Regions from separate parts of the Ovis aries genome. Here region 1 is linked to region 2. Evidence: chromatin contacts called from public Hi-C data. All regions are on one chromosome and are shown on one strand. The core of a region is the stretch at or near the end of the contact, and the rest is flanking DNA. Distances in the headings are between cores, read along the strand shown.

Evidence for each region. A called contact is a pair of places that touch in the nucleus more often than the background predicts.
Region 1: a contact with region 2 is called in a Hi-C map of liver, with 4 times the contacts expected there. The contact joins the enhancer-like site here to the promoter of HIF3A in region 2. A contact is called at or near these places in 3 of 16 Hi-C or Micro-C datasets (hypothalamus, liver and mixed tissues).

Annotation. Positions count from the first base shown.
Region 1 is chr14:53,399,253-53,406,025 of ARS-UI_Ramb_v3.0, forward strand. LOC114118010 (a long non-coding RNA gene) reads right to left here. Exons shown (of 4, transcript XR_009596224.1): 3 at 1-3,194. Among named protein-coding and RNA genes, the nearest start is that of PNMA8A, 24 kb to the right of the region's middle. Within about 2 kb of position 5,394, at least 3 of the 54 cell types and tissues checked have an H3K27ac peak or open chromatin away from gene starts, as enhancers often do. A contact at or near this core is called in liver, where this site is marked.
Region 2 is chr14:53,340,706-53,347,598 of ARS-UI_Ramb_v3.0, forward strand. HIF3A (hypoxia inducible factor 3 subunit alpha) reads left to right here and starts at 1,273. Exons shown (of 15, transcript XM_012190565.3): 1 at 1,273-1,328. The coding sequence starts at 1,303.

The DNA.
Region 1 (6,773 bases), core at 4,144-6,643, 63 kb after region 2:
TGCTCTCACGTAGGGACCCTACAGTTACCCACTAGTAAATTTAACATTGCTACACTATTTGTATTTAAACCTGCTGACTTTTATTCCAGTTGTATCCGTTGGCCCGATCGATAATGCCCTGGGTTAGGGACTTCCCTGATGGTCCCGTGGTTAAGAATCCACCTTCCAATACAAGGTGTGTGGATTCGATCGCTGGTCCGGGCACTAAGACCCCACGTGCCTCGGGGCAACTGAGCCCAACTAGAGAGAAGCCTGCCTGCCTCAGCAAGGATTCCAGGTGCCACAGTGAAGACCCATCAGAGCCAAATAAATAAAAATTTTTGAATGCTCTGGGTTACCTTTAGTTCGGTCTCTTCGGTCTTTAATCAGGAACGTTTCCTCAGCCTCTCTGTCTTTTGTGATATTGGCATTTGTGAAGAAGACCATCCTTCTCCCCATCCTCTTTGTTTAAAGAATGTTTATTAGGGATCTGTCTGATGTTTCTTCCTGATCAGACTCTGGTCATGGATCTCCAACTGAAACAGGACACAGTTCAGTTCAGTCGCTCAGTCATGTCCGACTCTTTACAACCCCATGGACTGCAGCACACCAGGCTTCCCTGTCCATCACCAGCTCCCAGAGTTTGCTCAAACTCATGTCCACCAAGTCAGTGATGCCATCCAACCATCTTATCCTCTGTCATCCCCTTCTCCTCCCGCCTGTAATCTTTCCCAGCATCAGCGTCTTTTCCAATGAATCAGTCTTTGCATCTGGTGACCCAAGTACTGGAGCTTCAGCTTCAGCATCAGTCCTTCCAGTGAATATTCAGGACTGATTTCCTTTAGGATGAACTGGTTTGATCCCCTTGCTGTCCAAGGGACTCTCAGGAGTCTTCTCCAACACCACAGTTCAAAAGCATCAATTTGGCGCTCAGCTTTTTTTTTATGGTCCAACTCTCACATCTGTACATGACTACTGGGAAAACCATAACTTTGACTAGACAGACCTTTTTTGGCAAAGCAGTGTCCCTGCTTTTCAATATGCTGTCTAGGTTTGTCATAGCTTTTCTTCCAAGGAGCAAGCGTCTTTTGTTTTGGAGTCCAAGAAAATAGTCTGTCACTGTTTCCATTGTTTCCCCACCTATTTGCCATGAAGTGATGGGACCAAATGCCAGGATCTTAGATTTCTGAATGTTGAATTTTGAGCCAGCTTTTTCACTCTCCTCTTTCACTTTCATCAAGAAGCTCTTTTGTTCCTCTTTATTTTCTGCCGTAAGGGTGGTATCATCTGCGTATCTGAGGTTATTGATATTTCTCCCAGCAATCTTGATTCCAGCTTGTGCTTCATCCAGCCCAGCATTTCGCATGATGTACTCTGCATATAAGTTAAATAAGCAGGGTGACAATATACTGCCTTGATGTACACCTTTCCCAATTTAGAACCAGTCTGTTGTTCCATGTCCAGTTCTAACTGTTGCTTCTTGACCTGCATACAGGTTTCTCAGGAGGCAGGTCAGGTGATCTGGAATTACCATCTTTTCAAGAGTTTTCCACAATGTGTTGTGATCCACGAAGTCAAAGGCTGTGGCATAGTCAATAAAGCAGATGTTTTTATGGAACTCTCTTTTTCTGTGATCCAGTGGATGTTGGCAGTTTTATCTCTGGTTCCTCCTCCTTATCTAAATCCAGCTTGAACAACTTAGACATCAAGTTCTCAGTTCACGTACTGCTGAAGCCTGGCTTGGAGAATTTTGAGCATTCCTTTGCTAGCCTGAGAGATGTGTGACGCCGTCCTTGTGATGATGGTGGTGAGGCCTCAGTTGTGTGCAACTCTTTGTGACTCCACAGACTGTAGCCCACGAGGCTGCTCTGTCCATGGGATTTCCCCAGCAAGAATAAGTGGCTTGCCATTTCCTCCTCCAGGGGATCTTCCCCACCCAGGGATCGAACCCAATTCTCCTGTGTCTCCTGCATTGCAGGCAGATTCTTTACCACTGAGCCACCAGAGAAGCCCTGGATTTGTGATATATATTAGAAATAATTTTCTCTCAGCTTTATAATTTTTGGCTGCGAGGCTTGCAGTAGTTCCCCGACCAGGGATTGAACCCAGGCCCCTGACAGTGAAAGCACTGAATTCTAACCACTCACCAGGGGATTCCCTATTTTTAAGAAATCAAATGCGTTGGTTTTTCTGCTATTGCCTCTGGCTTTTGAGTCAAAGTTAGAATGCTTTTCCCTGCACCCAGAGAAAGTCCCTCTGGTTTCTTTCTGGTGTTTTCACGGTGATGGTGAGGGAACAGACCACTGGCCCGGAGCACCTGCTGAGCAAGGAGTCAGGATCCGGTCCCCAGATCTGCTTACATCCAGAGTTAACATGATCATGGGGCTAGGGGCCCAAAGAATGAGGGAGCCAGCTTGAGGAGCTGGGGAATGAACATGATGGAAGAGGCTGAAGCCGGAGGGTGACAGGAGGGCTGGGGTGAGGGTCTGTCTCAGGATGACTAAAGGGGCAGCTTCAAAGGGGCCTCATGCTTTTCAGCCTGCATTTTAAAAACCAGCATCAAAATAAATAAATAAATAAAAATAAATAAAAACCAGCATCAAGGACCTCCCTGGTGGTCCAGTGGCTAAGACGCCACACTCCCTTGGTTCAGGGAACTACATTCTACATGCCATAACTAAAGATCCCAAGTGTTGTAACTGAAACCCAGCACAGCCAAATAAGTAAATATTTAAAAAAAAAAAAAAAAAAAAAAAACAGCAGCCACCGGGACGTAGGAACCCTCCTTTGGTGGTGGGACTGGAAAACGACATAGCCACCATGCTAGACCATTTAATGAAGGTTAAGCAGAACTGCCATTCCTAGGCACAGTCCCGACACACAGCAATTCTACCTATAGGTGTATACCTAAGGGAAGCGAAAACAGGTGGTTCAAACAAAAACCCCAGTACACGAATGATCATAGCAGCATTATTCACTGTAGCCAAAAGACACAAACAACCCAAAGGCCTGTCAAACAAATGAATAAAAAAAATGTGGTCTATTCATAGAATAGAATATTAACTCAGGCTTACAAAGGAACGAAGTTTGGGACTTACCTGGTGATCCAGTGGTTAAGAATCCACCTTCCAGTGCAGGGTACTTGGGTTCTTTTCTTGGTCAGGAAATAGATCCCACATGCCACAGGGCAACTAAGCCTGTGCCAGCTAGGAAGCCTGTGCGCCACAAGGAAAGAACCACATACCAGAACTAAGACCTGATGCAGCCAAATAAATAAAAAAGGGCGGAGGGGCGGGGATGAAGTTCTGATCCATGCTACAACAGAACCCTTGAAAACGTGATGCTAATGGAAGAAGCTGAACACAAAAGGCCACATATTGTACAATCCCATTGGTCAGAAATGTCCAGAAGAGGCAAATCCATAGAGACAGACAGAATACAGTCTAGTGGTTGCCGGGAGCTGGAGGGAAGGGAGAAGAGGAAGTGACTGCTTAACGGGTGCGAGGGTTTTTTAAGAGTGATGGAAATGTTATGGAACTAGAAAGACATGAGTTACACAATGTTGTGGATGTCATAAATGCACTTGAGTCATGCATTTTACAGTGCGGTAAGTTAATTGGTAAATTGCATGTTATGTGTTTTTTGCCACAACAACAACAAAAAACACATGAGACCAATATTTAGAAAAACAAAAATGCATTCCCTTTAAAAACAGGGAAGCAGGGTGCAGACATAGGGAGAAAGAAATCAGCCAGGGAAGGGATGCTGGAGGACCACCGCCCAGCCTGGCCTGCAGAGACCCTGGGCTGGAGAGCGGTCTGCCCAGACCTGTGGGGGTTTCTCCCACCAGCACTGCGGAAGGCCTTCAAGGGAAACACTAGGATCCTTGCAAACTTGCTTCCTCGTCTATAAAGTGAAGACCTTGTCAGGCAACTCATAAGGAATTGCTACGTGGCTGGCTCTAAGTACTTTACATGTATTAACATTTAATTCTTATGCCAACACTGTGAATAGACACACTTTAAAAAAATGTATTGAAGAATATGTAATTGATTTACAGTGTGTTAATTTCTGCTGTGCGGCAAAATGATTCAGACATATATATGCACATTCCTTTTCATATTCTTTTTCATTATGATTTATCACAAGAATGGAATCTCGTTCCCTGCGCTATACAGTAGGACCTTGTTATCCGTTCTATACATAATAGTTTTTGCATCAGCTAACCCCAAACTCCCAATCCTCCTGTTCCCCCCTCTTCTTCCTCCTTGGCAACCACACAGCTGTGCTTTAGGCCTGTGAGTCTGTTTCTGTTACATAGAGAAGTCCATTTGTGTGGACAGATGCCCATTTTACAGAGAAGCAAATTGAAGGGCAGAGAGATTAAGTTCTGTGTCCCGGCTCACATAGCCGTCAAGCAGCAGAGTTGGAATTTGAACACAGAGCTGGCTCAGGTCTGTGCCTTTAACCATTTTGCAGTAATACTGAGCATGTCAGGCCGTTTGCAGACAGGAACGCACTGGCTCCTCACAACAAGAATCACCATTTTACAGATGAGGAAACCGAGGCACAGAGTCAAGCAAGCAGTCTGCCTGAGGACACAGCGAGGAAGGGGCCGAGCTCTTTGAACGGGTGGTAATAAGACCTTCCACGCTAATGCTAAAAGTGGAACGTGTGGGGGAAAGCTTTTGACCCTTTGCCACAAACAAAATAGACAAACTGAATTTTCATGACTATCGGACACAGAATACATAAAGATTTAAGTTAAATAAGAATTCATCCCACCTGGATAATCTTTTTTTTCTCCATTTAGGACAGATGGTTCGCAATCTTACCATGGATAATAAAGGCTCCTAAATCCCTCAGGGCTTTGCAGTTCTCAAAGCATTTTTGTTAACCATCTGTCCTTTCAAGATTTCTCATTAGATAACTTTGGGGACTGGGAAAAGACCCTGTTGCTGAGAAAGACTGAAGGCAGAAGAAGAGGGCGACAGAGGATGAGATGGCTGGATGGCATCACGGACTCGATGGACGTGAGTTTGAGTGAACTCCAGGAGTTGGTGATGGACAGGGAGGCCTGGCGTGCTGCAGTTTGAGAAGAGTCGAACACGACTGGGCGACTGAACGCCTTCTGGGACTGTCAGCTCTTTCAGGTCTGGGGGCGCCGTAAAGGTCATGTGTATGTGGTGTGTCTGACTCCTTGGGATCCGTGGACTGTAGTCTGCCAGGATCCGCTATTCATGGGATTTCCCAGGCAACAATGCTGGAGTGGGTTGCCATTTCCTTCTCCAGGGGATCGTCCCTACCCAGTGATCAAAGCTGGGCCTTCTGCACTGGTAGGCAGATTCTTTACCGTTTGAGCCACCAGGGCCGTCGTGTTCTATATTTGTAACAACACTGTTCCAGCAGATGGCAGTACAGCACCAGGGTAAAGTGAGTCCCTTTCTATTCATTCGTTTGATTTGGCTGCACTGACTCTCTGTGGCTTTCCCCAGTTGTGGAGCTTAGGCCTCTCACTGCGGTGGCTGCTCTTGTTGCAGAGCATGGGCTTCAGGGCGGGCTTTCGTAGCTGTGTCCCGTGGGCTCAGTTGCCCTGAGGCATATGGAACCTTCCGGGACCACGGCTCGACCCCATGTTCCCTGCATTCACAGGAGGGTTCTTAACCACTGGACCACCAGGGAAGTCCAAGGGAGTATCTTTTCTCTATTTCACTTTTTTTTTTTTTCAAATAATCGTTTGTATAAGATGCACGTATTTCTAATTTGCATCATTTGATTTCAACTACCAATTTTAACTGAGCCAGAATCAAAGAATTTGACGTTTACCCTTCTTTATGTCCCCTCCTATCTGGACCTCAGTCTTCCTGTCATTAACACAGGGATTTTTTAAAAATTCATTATTTATTTACTCAGCTGCACCAAGTCTTAGTTGTAGCATTTAGGCTGCAGCGTGAGAACTCCTATGTGGCTTGTGGGATCTAGTTCCCTGACTAGGGACAAATCCCAGCCCCCTGCATAGGGAGTGAGGAGTCTTAGCCAACAGACCACTAGGAAGTCCCAAAAGGGATGTTTACAGGAGTTTTCTTAGCCTCTTTGCCAGATCTGCCGCATGACTCATTTGGGGCAGTTTCTCTCTCTTTGGATTTGGTTTAAAGGCCTTGGCTGCTGAACCCTCAAAATGGTATCGTGGACACTCCTCTCCCCACTCTCCCTAGTGGCCCAGACCACCCCTCCTCCCCCAGCCCTTTCTACTTCCCTCCTCTTTCCTGGGCTCCAAAGCCCTGTGTCTAACTTGAAGACAGTTATCAGCATTGAAAGGAGAGGCAGACTGCTGGCAAGGCATAAAGACAAAGCAGGATTTCTATGAGAAAGATAAGACAGAAAGCTTCCGGCCATCTGCGAACAAGTTTTGTTTTTACACTTGAGGTGGGAGGGCAAAAACGATTATCCAGAAAACTTGCAACAGAAAAGAGCAAGCTTGGGACTTTCCTGGTGGTCCAGTGGTTGAGAATCTGCCTTCCAATGCAGGGGACTCAGGTTTAATCCCTGGTGGGGGAACTAACATCCCACACGCCACAGAGCAGCTAAGCCTGCACACCGCCACGCTGCACAACGAAGGCGCAGCACAGCCAAAAATAAGAATAATAAATAACCCATCTGTGTGTGTGCGTGCTCAGTCGCTCAGTTGTATCCAGCTCTTTGTGACCCCATGGACTGTAGCCCACCAGGCTCCTGTCTGTCCATGGGATTTCCCATACAAGAACACTGGAGCGGGTTGCTGTTTCCATCTTGGC
Region 2 (6,893 bases), core at 23-2,522:
TGGAGCTGGTGATGGGAGGGTTACGGCCAGTCCTGCTCAAATTAAATAGACCGAGGGACTTCCCTGGTGGTCCAATGGCTGAACCTCTGCACTCCCAATGCATGTGGGCTTGGGTTTGATCTCTGGTCAGGGAACTATATCCTACATGCTGCAACTAAGAGTTCGTATGTTGCAACTAGAGATCCCATGTGCTGCAACTAAGACCCGGTGCGGCCAAATAAATAAATAAGTAAAAGTATTTAATAAATAAATAAAGAAGAGAGAAGAAGTTCCCCAAAAGAAAACTGAACGGGATACTAGGGTGGGCAAAATCCACAGACTTCTGCTATAGTGTCCTTTTCTCTGCCCAAAGCTGTATCCAGAATATTGACCTGCGGTGGATTAACACCCACTTTAGCCAATTGTAACACTCCCTGTCTACCTTCTTACTTATTTCACTGGTAGAAAGCTACCACATCTCCGCTCTTCTGAAGAGTGGGTGTGATTGAGTTTTGAAAATTTGCCTGACATAAACTTAATCACTCACCAGAGAGAACCTGCAAAGAGAGTTCAAGAGGCAAGGAGGCGGGGTTGGGGACTGAGGGGTGCCAGACCAGAGGAGCGCGGACCAGGGGGTATGGGGGCGAGACGGAGGGATGAGCGGGTGGAAGGAAGGGGCAGGGAACTGAGAGGGGACGGTGCGGTACAGAAGGGGAGGGACTGTAGAACTGGGGTGGGTGGGGTTGGGAGTTGGGGGCGAAGAGGAAAAGCGGGGGGCTCGGTGGATGGGGAAGACGAGACAGAGTAGGTGGAGCTGGGCGACTCCGGAGGCAGGGCTTGGCCACTGGAGGGGGTGGGATTGGAAGTCGGAGGGGCCCATCTGGGGGTAGAAAGTGGAGGGGTGAGCCGGGGGTGGGAGTTAGACGGTGGGGGCTGGGGTGTGAGGGACAGAGCGAACTAGGTGGGTTCAGAAGAGTGTCGGTGTCGGAACTTGGCGGGATAGACTGGGCCAGAAGGCGAGGCCCGCCGACTGTGCACCGTGCGGGTGACACTGCCTAGAAGTCCGCGGCAAGGGGTGTGGCGGTGTGTGTGTGTGTATTCCTCGGTACCCGCCCCCTGCACACACACACGCCTGGCGTTCTAAGGCTCGGTCTCTGGTCCCGCCTCTTTCTTGGAAGTGACTGACCCATCAGCCAATCAGAGCCGCGGGCAGGGCGCGGGGCAGCCAACCGTGCAGCGGGAGGAGGGGCTGAGGAGGGGGCTCGCGGGGCAGGGGAGGGGGCTAGGGGCCTCGAAGGGCTCCGGAGCTGCGACTGGCGAGTCATGGCGCTGGGACTACAGCGCGCAAGGTACTGGGCTTCGCGGGCAGGAGTGATGAGAACTGGGGGCTCTTCTTCCAGCGACCCCTGAGCCGGGAGGGGAAGGAGCGGGTGCAAGCCTAGGGTGCCCTCGGACGGGCGGTTGCAGGCACATCCCCGCCGCACCCTCCACCCTAGGGGATAGCAGGGGTGGGGGCATTTCCCCCAAGTCCAGGCTGCCACGCCCCTCTAGCCAGGAGCGACTTCGGGGTCTTGATCCCCGGTTTCCTGCTGCTCCGGGTTCGCTTCCCTTTCTGATTAGGGGTGAAACTCGGGGTCCCCACGGAATTGGGGCGGTTGCATTTGAGCAGTTCCCAGGCTTCTGCGGGAGGCATTTTCCCTCTTCAGAGTAAGTAACTTTTCTGGCCTCCGAGCCCCCAGAATTGAGGCTGTTCTTTGACGCAAGACCCCTGGGGTCCTAGGAGATACAGGACGGCCCCGAATTGAGCCTTCCCAGATAAACGGAATCCCTTGGAATTGGGAGTCGGCTATTGATTCAAGAGGGAACCTCCGTAACTGGACCCTCCCTGATACTGTTTCCCAAACCTTGGGTTGCCTAGGAATAGGCAGATTCAGGAGCCACCTGGGGGACCCTTCCCAAGGGCTTTCCTTGTATTCTTGTGAAAGGTAGGGTCATCCCTTTAATAATAGGAAAACAGCCTGACCCACTTCCCAAAGTCTAGCCTCTTATCTGACTCCTCCAACCCCACCCAGTCCCTTTGACAGTGGGAAGCGGCACCCAAGCCTTATTTGGGAAGACCCCAGAGAGGGTGCTATGCCTGCTTCAGTGCGAGCTGTGATGGGTGCGCCCCCTGCTGCAGCAGCCAGCTAGGTCATCCTGGGCAGGGAGTGGGTTTCTGTGTTCCCTTCCCAACAGGTGCAGACCTGCTGGGCAGCACAGGGAACTGGTGTTCTGGGTCCACAGCCAGGGGGTCCTGTCTGGCCATGTTTGCATGGAACCCCGGAAAGTATCTCAAGCCCTTGATTTCTCCCGTCCAATCTGAGGCGTCCAGGAAGCCTCACCCCCTTCCCTCCTCCCTGGCTTCACAGGTCTGATTGGATCTGTCTACACCCCCATGTTTTCACATCCCTCCCCCCCTCACCTATACTCCCCCACCAATTCTATTCTAGTCTCTGGCTCTGGGCCTGCCAGGGAAACTCTATCCCACCCTTTCTGGGCCAGCCCTGGCCCAGCCCCTCCTGGCTGGGTGGGGGCCCCTCTTGGCTGAGCTGGGGGCGCTCACCCCCTCCCCATCTAAGGACAGCCCTTTCCTTTGGTGTCATCTGAGCCTGCGCACCACCCACTCATAACTTGCACCCGGATCCCAGCCACGCTCCATCCCCTCCTGCACCCTTAGGATGGCATTTGGGCCAAAGAGGGTCTGGGTGATGGTGAGTGGGCCCCCATACTTCCTTCCCCCTCTTCCAGCTCTGGCTAACTGCCATCCCACCCCAGGCAAAGGTGATTCTCGGGAAGCCCCGATGGGCACTTGGCCCTGGGTGTCTCCTAGGTCAGAGGGTTCCCAGAGAACAGAGAACTTGGGGTACAGGCACCCCACTGGATTACCAGGTCCTTGGGAATGCGCAGAGTCAGGAGTAGAGAGACTCTCCCAACCCCCTGCCCCAAGTCCCTTCTCCAACCCAAACCCTGCCTCTGGCCTTTTCAGGCCACCTCAGGGCATTGCCAAGAGGATCCTTGCATGGGTTCAGCCTAAGGCCCCCCAGATCCTCTATACTTTTTGCAAGACCCCCAATACCCAGTTGATTGTCAGGAGAGGCCCAGGAGCAGCCCCGAATGTGGGGCCAGTGTCCCCACTTTCTCCGTTCCTTTGCTCTCAGGGGCAATTTCTTCAGGACAGGGAAGAAGTGGGCTTCTCCGTCTCCTGGTAGGGGGGGCACCAGGCCCTAGTCCCCATCCCAGGCCTTACCCTGGGGCCTCCCAGTCTGGCTCCACCCCCTGTTCTCTGCTGGAACACAGAGGAAGGGTGGCAGGGCTCCAGCTGCACGTCTCAACCTGGGCAGAGTGCCAAGGGGCTGGACCAGGGCTGGGCATGGGGCCAGCTGGGGAAATCCGGAGGCAGCAGGGGTGGGAGCAGGGGAAAGGACAGGGGTCCACTGGGTGGTGGAGGGGCTGGAGAGGGGTCCTTTGGGTGGCATGCTCACCAAGGCATGGCACTTAAAAGCCCAGGCCCCAAAATCAGGGTTCAAATCGTATCTCACCAGCTTCCCGGCTGTGTGGCTTTATGCCAGCAGGCTGCTCTCTGAGCCTCAGTTTCATAGCCTGGAAAATGAAGGTTCTACTTCCCATCTTCTGCACCAGATCTAGATGATGAGTGGTAATGGGACAGACCTTTGAGGCAGAATACTCCATAGGTGGGCAATAAACTGTTCAAGTCAGACAGGATTCTGGGCAAAAGCAAATGCGTGATTGGATTCACAGAAGCGTTGAGCATAGCTGCTGCGCATTGGTGGAGGGTCCTGGGATTACCAGCTTGGTTACTTGGGCTGATAATGCAATTGCTTGGAGACTCAGTTTCTGACTCTGTAAAAGGGAGATCACTTTTCCAGGTGCTTAGGGTTGTTGAAGGAGAAGGCAATGGCACCCCACTCCAGTACTCTTGCCTGGAAACTCCCATGGACGGAGGAACCTGGTGGGCTGCAGTCCATGGGGTCACTAAGAGTCAGACATGACTGAGCGACTTAACTTTCACTTTTCACTTTCATGCATTGGAGAGGGAAATGGCGGCCCACTCCAGTGTTCTTGCCTGGAGAATCCCAGGGATGGAGGAGCCTGGTGGGCTGCCGTCTATGGGGTCGCACAGAGTCGGACATGACTGAAGCAACTTAGCAGCAGCAGCAGCAGCAGGGTTGTTGAAGGGAGTTAATGGGATCTCTAAGCTCATAAGTTTTCAATACACCAGCGCTATCATTATTATTAGTATCACTATGATTTAGTCTTTTTCTCAAAGTATTGTGTAAAAGTCACGTGTGATTGCACACGCACAACACAACACACCATGGGGTTACCACCGAAGCCCAAAGGTTTCTCCAGAGCCTACGAGCCTCCTAAGCCTTCCATCCCTGATGTGGACAAAGAGGGAATAATAAAAGTTGCCTGCAATGCCGGAGACCCAGGTTCGATGCCTGAGTTGGGAAGATCCCCTGGGGAAGGGGATAGGCCACCCACCCCAGTATTCTTGGGCTTCCCTGGTGGCTCAGACAGTAAAGAATCAGCCTGCAATGCAGGAGACCTGGGTTCGATCCCTGGGTTGGGAAGATCCCCTGGAGAAGGGCGTGGCAACTCACTCCAGTATTCTTGCCTGGAGAATTCTGCTGCAGTACATGGGGTCGCAAAGAGTTGAACCTTTATATAGCATTGACCAATTGCCAGCCTCAATTCTAAGCCCTTGACATACAGTAACTCATTTAGTCTTCACAACAGCCCCATGAGTATTTGTGCTGTTCTTGGGCGCAGAGAGGCCGTGCCACTTGTCCAAAGTCACACAGCTAATAGATCATGGAGTCAAGACTGGAATGCTGAACCAGAGGAATTAGCCCCAAGTCTGTTTAAAGAGAAAGGCCAGGGACTTCCGTGGTGGTTCAGTGGTTAAGGCTTCGCCTTCCAATGCAGCCGGTAGGGGTTCCATCCCTGGTCAGGGAGCTATGACCCCACATGCCTCTGCTGCTGCTGCTAAGTCGCTTCAGTTGTGTCCGACTCTGTGCGACCCCAGAGACGGCAGCCCACCAAGGCTCCCCCGTCCCTGGGATTCTCCAGGCAAGAACACTGGAGTGGGTTGCCATTTTCTTCTCAGGGCCAAAGAAAAACCCCAAAACAAGAAAACAGAAGCAACATTGTAACAAATTCAATAAAAACTTTAATAATAATAATAAAATTAAAATATGTAAATAAATACGGGGAAAGGCCAGAGACCAGGAGAGGCCCACCCACATTTGCTGTCAGAATATCCGGAGAGCAGGCTGGAAGCCAGAGGGAGGGTCCCGCCGCAGCCACCAGCTAGCTCCTTCTATGAAGGGAGAAGGAGTCGGCCACAGAGAGGAGTGTAGAGCCCAGCTGCCCGGGAGGTGGGGGGGCCAACCCCACCCTTACCCCCCGTCCCTGTTCCCATTCCCTGTTCCCTCCGTCTGGGCCCCCAGCTCAGTGAGGCCCGCCCACCCCCACCCTCTGGGCAGGAAGACAAACAAGGCTGGAACAGAACGGGACAGGAGGACGGAATGTCCTCTGGGCAGAGAAGGACTGGAGGCCCCTGCCCCCCGCCAGCCAGGAGGGAGGGGATGAGGGCAGTTGCTGGCTCCCTCCACCCCTCCACCCAGCCTGTCCCCTTCTGCGCCTCCCTCCCACTTGCATGAGATTTTTCCCATCTGTAGAGAGACAGGAGGCACCACACGCCTCCCTCCATTGTGCCTGGGGGTGGCGCTGCAGGGCTCCTGTTTGGGTGTGCAGTTGATGCCCCAGAAATGGCCTCTGGCTTTTAGGAAGGTCAGCTTCCCTTTCTCAGGTTTTGCTTCCATGGAGGTTGTGGAAGGGGCCGGGCCGGGGGTAGGGGTTGGGGGGTTGTTGATTCATAAGAAAGGAATTAGAAGAATGAAGAAGAATGAAATCTCACTGCCTGAGTTCAGATCCCAACTCTTCCAGTTAATGGCTTTATGACTCTGGGGGCGAAGGACTTACTTTTTCAGTCTCAGTTTCCCCTTTGTGAAATGGAGGTTTCAGAGCCTAGGCTTTCTTTTTTAAAAGAAAAGTTATTTATTTGGCTGCCTCTGGTCTTATTTATCCCATAGCATGTGGGATTTTAGTTCCCCTCCTAGGGATCAAACTCTTGTCTCCTGCATTGGAAGGTGGATTCTTAACCATTGGACCACCAGGGGAGTCCCTGCCTAGGGCTTTCTTAGGATTGAATGAGTACACGTAGGCTGAATCCTTACTTAGTGCAATGTCAGACTCATAAATACTTAGCAAATTATAGCTGCTTATTAATGGTTTTTCATATGTCCACGGGGTCTTCCAGGCAAGGATACTGGAGTGGGTTGCCATTTATAGCCAACTCACTGGAGATCATGGGAATAATTGAAGGTCAAAGGAGAAGGGGGCAGCAGAGGATGAGATGGTTAGATAGCATCACTGACTCAGTGAACACAAATCTGAGCAAACTCCAGGAGATAATGGAGGACAGAGGAGGCTGGTGCTATACTCCATGGAGTCCCAAAGAGTTGGACATGACTTAGCAAGGGAACAACAAATTTATGGGTTTTTTTTTTTTTACCAATAGTAGTATCTCAATATAGATAAGTTTACATATACTATACTATATGTAACATACTCTATCATTCCCCCCCCAAAAAAACTATAGAGTTTGGATTCAGAGAGACCTGGAGTTTGACTTTTAAGACAGTCCAGAAACAGGAAGAAGTACTAAAACCTGGAGATGATCCAGGGCCATACAACAGGAGATGAGGGTTTGATCCCTGGGTCGGGAAGATCCTGTGGAGAAGGAAATGGCAAACTACTCCAGTATTCTTGCCTGGAAAATCCCATGG